Regions from separate parts of the Capsicum annuum genome. Here region 1 is linked to region 2. The links are chromatin contacts, called in public Hi-C maps. All regions are on one chromosome and are shown on one strand. Each heading gives the region's core, a stretch centred on a gene start, on an enhancer-like site or on the middle of the called end of the contact. The rest is flanking DNA. Distances are from core to core; before and after follow the strand shown.

Region 1 (3,926 bases), core at 325-2,824, 370 kb before region 2:
GTGTGTGTGTTTAAGTCTATTCAATTTTAAATCGCAAAAAATTTGTGACACCAAAGCATTTTCGTTATTTATACCAGACTTATTTTTCCATTCACGCACCCAAAAAATTGTTTCTTCATAGATGAAATTTATACTAATTCAAAATCAATATTTAAACAAGTTGTTTGATGAAGAAAAAGCATTGTAAATCATGAAATAGAATTTTCAAAATTAAGATATTAAATAAAAGTATTGAAATTACTTTCCCAAAATATTAAAGAAATATAACTGAATTTTTTAATAGATAGAACTTTTTCAGAAAATAGATAGAATCTTTTAGAAAAAATGTTTACACATCACGATCGTTGTTGAAAAACTCATTTGATATCCAAAAGTTTGACGCAACTCAATTGAAGTTATTCCTTCCGGTCCCAAATTTTGAATTTGAAAGCTGGATATTTCCTTACCAAAATTGGAGAACTTAAATAGCAACATCCATCTCTTCTTTTAATTATGATTAATTAGTATACTTTTTTGGTTAAAAAACTATTTTAGATCTTTGATATTTAAGTAACATATCTAAGCACAAACTTGGAAAAAATAAAAGAAATGGAGAGGACCTGAATCCTTTAATGCTAAGAAATCCAAATGATGAAATTGCGAATTACTTCATTAACTAATGATTTTCTTAGCCATGTATGATAGGACTGATAGGTTTAAACCAATGAAAAACCATAATTAGCTAAAAGGTAGATAATAATACAATCATGAGAAAATTAACTAAGCCGAGTGTCAAAATTTCTTGTCATCATACATAAACTTTTAGATTGGTTATGGTAACTATTCCCACTACTATTTTATTGTTTTTTTTTCTTTAACCAGTAACCTAATGCTCTAAGAATGACAATTAGTACTAGTAATTAACGTTGAACTCACCATTAGGATCTGCAGCATAAATAGCATCCATTCAGAATCCAGAAGATACCCCCACCAGATCAATAGCCATAAGAATCATTAAGAAAAAGCTGGTATAAGTATCTGGAATATTTCAATTTTGAGATCAAATGAAAGGGAAACTACTCGCTATGTTTCATTTTATTTGGCCATGTTGACTCCGTTTCTTTTTATCAAGTCAACATGGCTCTAAGTAAATTATAATGAAGAGAGTAATTTTCTTTTTTAAAAAAAAAAAGTAAAAATAAGAAAGTTACCGTTCATCCAATTTTTTTGAGGTTGAAAATGATAAGCAGTTCTTTGCCAGTTAAGCATAGCATTGGACCACGCGTACGAAACTTGACTAGTACCTGAAACATCCTTAAAAGTCTTCTCCGACACTCCCTGAGAAACACCTCTTGACGGGGTCGCCGGCGTCAAAGTCTCCGACGCCGACGGAGATTTATTTTGCAAGTTGGGAGGTTGGTTGTTGAGAATAACAAAGGCGGCTAAATAAAGCAAAAAGAAAGAGGAGAGTAAAATGACGGAGACAACTTTAATGGACTTCCGGTGACCGGAATCGGGTTGACCCGGGAGAAATGTGTAATGGGTGGTGGAGGTTTCCGGGTCATAACTGGAAGGGTGGATGGCCATAAGGGAAGATGGAGGAATGGGAAAGCTACTACTACTTAAGTCTATTGAGTAGTGCTGCTGTATATATAGATGAGCAGAGAAAATGGCTGAGTTGTGGGGCCAAGTGAATTGAGTAAGAAAATGGTTGTATAACTTGGGGGTAAACTTGGGAGGGATTTATAGGCTGATTTAGCTTTTCATTTAAATGTTTAGTTGGAATATTGTATTTCTCTGTGTCTCAAATTATCTATTTCGTCTTTTTCTTTTATATGTTTTTAAGCGAAACTTTAATTAGAAGGATTTTTGATAATTTATTCTTATTTATATCTTAAACTAGTGGCGGTAGGTCATGCTGAGCACGGATTCAACATATTAAAATTAAATTTTTTAAAATTATTATGAAAGCAATGAAATAACTCCTCATAATTAGGTATTGATATATTTATATATAATATGAGTATATTTAAGAATTTAATCTCAGTTTATATTCTCTCGATAATTTTACTATTTTTAGATCTTTCATTAAGTGTTAAGAAAATATATTTATGCATGAAGGAGCGTAAAAAATTAAATAATTTAAATAATTTAAGTTTTTAATTATTCTGATTTATAATACTTTTTCTTCTATTTTAGTTTAAGTGACACTAATATAATTTCGAAAGTTGAGCAAATAACAATTAAAGTAGCGAAGCAAACATGTCTTAAATGATTCATAATAACTAATTAGAAGTGATATACAAAATTGTTATAAAAATACGTTTGAAAATAACTTAAGTGATCCTCATCTAAGATGTCAAGATAATTTAAAATATCAAGAGTTAATTTATTATTTTATATTTATTTTACTTTTTTTTATTAAATACTATTAATTTTTTAATACTTAGATAACTTATAATAATTAATTGAGGATGATATAGTAAAATTATGGTTGAAATAGCTAAAACAGACATGTCACAAATGTCTATTTTACTTTTTTTTTATTAAATATAATTAATTTTTTAATACATAAATGAAATATAATAATTAATTAAGGTGATATAGTAAAATCACAGAGCAAGCAGTGGGTGAAAAACATATCGATCACCGAAACGAAAAAGTTTACGTATTTCATGCTTTATTTATTTGTACGTGATATAATAAAATTACGATTGAAGTACCTGAAGCAAGCATGTAATAGATGTCTATTATACTTTTTTTAAACTTAATATTATTAATTTTTTAATATATAAATGACTTATAATGATTAATTAGGAATGATATAGCAAAATCATGATTGAATCAGTTGAAGCAGACATGTTATAAATATCTATTTTACTTTTTTTTAATTATATATTATTAATTTTCTAATACGTAATGACTTATAATAATTAATTATGAATGATATAGTAAAATCATGGTTGAAGCAGCGGAAACAAACATGTCATGAATATCTCATTTAATTTTTTAATTAAATATTATTAATTTTTTAATACATAAATGACTTAAACGATTTATAATAATTAATTAATGATGATATAGTAAAATCACGGGTAAAGCAGCTGAAATAAATATGTTATAAATATCTCTTTTACTTTTTTTAATTTATATTTAATTTTTAATATATAAATAACTTATAATAATTAATTAAGGAGATATAGTAAAGTCACGATCGAAACAGCTAAAGCAGGCATGTCATCAACAAGCTGTCTGCTTCAGCTGCTTCATTTAGTAATAGATATTAGTAAATGATCTATAATAATTAATTAAGGGTGATATATATAGTAAAATCATAATTAAAGTAGCTGAAGCAAACATGTCATCCACAAGTTGCCTGCTTCAGCAGCTTCATTCACACTTTTATATCAGAATAGATATAGTCTAACTTTATTAAATATTAACTTTATTTATATGTTATCACTTTATAATTAAAGTGTTTTTAGTCTTCAAAAATAATTACTACTACGAATAAATAAAAAATAATTAATTTTTAAACATTTAAAATAAAAAATATTTTACTAACGTATATGATGTAGCGGATGAGGATGTTCCTTCCTTAATCAGAGGTCTTGATTTCGAGTCTTATGTAAGAAAAAATCCTTGGTCTGAACGACTTTCTCCCAAATGGACCCTAATCCTTACTCCCTCCGTCCCAAATTGAGATGACGTATTGATTAAAAAAATAATTAATAACATGCTTAATTTACCATAGTATCCTTATTAAATGATGTTTACATTTTAATTTGAAGAAAAAACAATTAATGCAAAGAATAAAACATGATTTTTTTTTCTTCTTGATTAATGGAAAAAGATAAGTAGAATGAAAAATCAAATTAGAAAATTAGGGACGAATAATTTAGAACGGAGGAAGTGTTTATCAGGTTTCAATGAGTATTGGACACCAA
Region 2 (3,943 bases), core at 646-3,145:
TTCATAACTTCCAAATATCCAAATCCATTTGACTAATCAAGTAATAAATTTTGGTGTGCTTTTTTCCGGTACTACTTGAATATTTTCCTCAACTACCACTTATATAATATACTAAGTGACACTAGATCTTAAACTCCAAATCTGGTCAAACACCATCATAAAATTTGGAAAAGAAAAAGTAATACATCAGATAACTAAACTCAATAAGTTAATTGATAAAAACCACGAGCAACATCGCCATATAATAAATCTAGTAATATGTATACCTCAATGGCATCAACAGTGAGCAGTAACACAATAATCTTCTCAGAGAACCTCTGTCGCTCCTCAGCATCACGGGCAACACGTCGTCGGTAAGTGAAGTTGTTGAAGAGAGCCCTTAGCTCCTTCAACTTAGTCTTGGCAATGGCCAGCTCCCTCAGAGCACGCAGTGCCTGCGACCTCCTTATCAAGTAAGCCCTGAAACTCATTTGAATAGCTAAAGCTGCATCTTGTGGTGACAGCTCCTTCCTCTTCCCCCTTCTCTTCTCCACCCTCTTTGCAAATACCTATACATCACAAACAAAAAACACAATTCCCATTGAACCATATTTCATGATTTCGCATTCCTAGAGAAGATAGTGTCAATGTTACTCTCCCCCTTTTAATTTTTACTGGTCAGTATTTCAAAAATGGATTTTTACTCCTACTTGTCACTTTTATTTAACATAGAAAAGACAGTATTTTTTTCCTGTTTTACCCTCAACATTGATCACTGTTGATTACTTATTTTCCCAAATGTTTCCACCTGAAACATCAATTAATATGGTTAGTATAGTAAAATGTTCATACTAATTTCTTGAGATACGCACAAATTAAAGTGAACGAAATGAGCATTTCAAAGAACCTATGCTGCTCATACTCTTTAAGAATGTTGTTGGATGTGTGTGGTATCCTCTAAAACGAGTGCATTTTGGAGGATTCAACACAGGTACGTCGACAACATTTTCGGAGAGTCTGACATTGATTAGGAAAACAGTGAAAATCGAAACTGAACCTGTCTTAAAACAAGTGCGCCATGATGGGAAGGCTCTTCAATCTCAACCAAACGTGTAGATTTACTGCTTTCACATTTCTTCTTATCTTTCTTCTTCTCTTTTTTGTCACTTTCATCTCCATCACTGCTAGCATTTGATGCTTTAAAACTGTAACTACGTGAATCTTCACCTTTTCCTTTGATCTCAGCACTAAACTTGTAGCTTTTATCCAAACCACCTTTCTTCTTACCATCTTTAACCTCAGCAACCCACTTATACTTCCGATCAACACCGTCCTTCTCAGGACTCTTGATCTCAGCCGTCCACGTGTACTTCCTCTCACCAATTTTATTCTCCTTCTTCCTCTCCGCTAATAGCCCCCGCTCGAGCGCAGCGACTCGGTCGGACAGACACTGTAACTCAGTCCTGAGTCCGACCCGGTGGTGAATCCGGTAGCGAGTAGTGGTGTAGAAAGGGGTTCTTTCGATTTGAACCAGATCGGTAATGGTGTCAAAATCATCGAAGGGGGAGGTAAGATCAAGGAGGGTGGTGGGTGAGTAAGGCTTGGGGGAGAGGAGATCGAGGGTGCAGTCGAGTTCATCTTCAATGTGGAGGTAGTGGGGGTTTAGGAGTAGGGTTTTGGGGGTGAAAAATGAGGATTCTTGGAGAAAGAAAGAAGAAGGGGAGTAGTCGATAAGGTCAAATCTCCTGAAACGGCTCATTTTCGCTTGAATCTAGCAACCAAAGGGAAAAAGGATGTAAGCTTTGAAAAGAGATGGCGACAGAGTGATACAATATGCAGAGGTTTATTATTAGGATTAGGTGAAGGGATGCAGAAAGAAGAAGTCAAAAAGGAATAATAGGAGAGTGACGGGGGTATTATTGGAATTTAATGGAGATTAGTTAGTACTAATATTTTGTTTTTAAAAAAAAAAAAAAATTGGGGGGCATAGGAAAGAAAAATTGAGAGGGGGATAAAGGGAAATAAGACGGTGTTTAGATTGACTTATTTTTAGATGCTTTTAATTTTTAAATATTTTTTTAGTTTTGACTGTGTTTAATAAAGTAAAAAAATGTTTGTAAGTATTTATTTTTAAGTCAAAATAAGAGTTAATAAGTCAAAAATAGGATAATATTAATTTATGATTTTTGACTTATAAGTTTCTTATTAAAAGTTAATCCAAACAGGCCTAAGGATCAAACCTTCACCGATAATAACTCCAACTTAATTTTATAAGTTAAGTAATAACAAATTCAATGTAATTTTGTAAGTTTAGTTTGAAAAGAATAATTTACTTCTATCATATTGAAATAGAGAGACTAATAATTAAAAGAAGAAATATAGATATACGAAAAATCTCAATAATAAAATTTAAATTTTTAAATAGTCATTTGGCCATGAAAAGTTTTTACTTTTTATTCGAAAAATTATTTCACTTTAATGAAAAAAGTGAAGACAGTATACGTTTGGCCATGAGAATTTCAAATACAATTTTAAAATTGCATTTGAAAAAGTGAAAATAAATTTTACTTACTTTTACTCTTTTTTACTCATATTTTCCTAACAAAATTTCAAAAACAACGTTAATTTATATTCATGGTCAAAACACAACTCTTACTTCAACTCCAACTCTAAAAAATTATAATTTTTATGGTCAAATGAGACCTAAGTATCTACTCATGTGGGTTGTTTCGATTCCCCATGTTAGTTCCTAGAAATTTAGATAATAAATCAATTAGCTATTACTTCCTCCGTTCCACAACAAGTGAATTGTTGAAGTAATTTTTTGTGTTCAAAATAAGTAAATGATTCACAATTCAAGGTAGATGTTGAGTTTTTTTTTTTCAAATTTATCCTTCCTTAAATGTGTGATATATCATTATTAAGATTTTGAAATTTGAAAAAGGTATAAATGGAAAAACATGATAAATTTATGTCTTTATTTTTTTTCTTAACATGTGTGTCAAAATTCAAAAATTAACTTATTATGAAACAGAGGAAGTACTTATTTTCTTTTATGAGAATCAACAACCAATTAAATTACTTCCTTCCTCTTATTATATCTACTAGTTCGATTATACGTGTCTCGCGCGTGTACCTTACTTCAAAGAGTTCAGTTTTATAAAATTACTTTGATATCTTGATTAGTAATTGTCTATAAAAAAATATATGATAATCTATTTTTGTAAACGTACTAAAATTTTAGAAAACTTATATCAAATCGTAGAAAAAACTGTCTCTATAATCATAAATACTGTAAATATTTCACTAAAAACTTCTTAATCAACAATTGTATAGCATGAATACATGATAATTTATTATTATAAACTTCAAGAATATATTAAAATTTTAGAAAACTTAACTCAAATTAGAAGCAAATTTATTTTTTTATTCACAGATATTATCAAGATTGTAAACATCAAAAACTAAAATTTTAGAAAGTTTACCTCAAATCATAAGTAAATTTGTGAAGAACGATAGCAAAGAAAAATCTAATTTGAGAACTACGTTGTGGACGCATTGTTGTAAAAAGAAAGGATTCTCAATTTAAAAGTAATATTAGGTTTAGTTTTATTTTCTTTCTTCCGGTATTTTTAATGTCCTTAAATCTCCTTTGTCGATTTAAATTTGTATTTATTCGATTTAATAAATTAGCCTTTGTGGTATTTTTTAATTTTAGGTTTAGTTTTTTTTTTCTTCTTTTTTTTGTATCCTTTTTTAATTCAAAATATTCTTTATTTTTATTTAATTTAACAAATTATATGTAAGGTAAAATTTTAATTGATTTAGAACTATTAAATATTATGATTTATTTCCTAACTTAACTAAGGACTTTAATTAATTTCAAATTCCTATTGACAATAATTTGAGAAAAATATTGAAAAGACGATTTTGTCTAAAGGAGAAACTTTTAATGAAGGACAAA

What was found. A called contact is a pair of places that touch in the nucleus more often than the background predicts.
Region 1: a contact with region 2 is called in a Hi-C map of leaf, with 3 times the contacts expected there. The contact joins the promoter of LOC107863437 here to the promoter of LOC107863441 in region 2. A contact is called at or near these places in 2 of 5 Hi-C or Micro-C datasets (leaf and placenta).

Annotation. Positions count from the first base shown.
Region 1 is chr3:193,179,522-193,183,447 of UCD10Xv1.1, reverse strand. LOC107863437 (acid beta-fructofuranosidase AIV-18) reads right to left here and starts at 1,574. Exons shown (of 7, transcript NM_001324862.1): 1 at 1,191-1,574; 2 at 916-924. The coding sequence starts at 1,566.
Region 2 is chr3:192,807,082-192,811,024 of UCD10Xv1.1, reverse strand. LOC107863441 (BAG family molecular chaperone regulator 7) reads right to left here and starts at 1,895. Exons shown (of 3, transcript XM_016709351.2): 1 at 1,037-1,895; 2 at 267-548. The coding sequence starts at 1,738.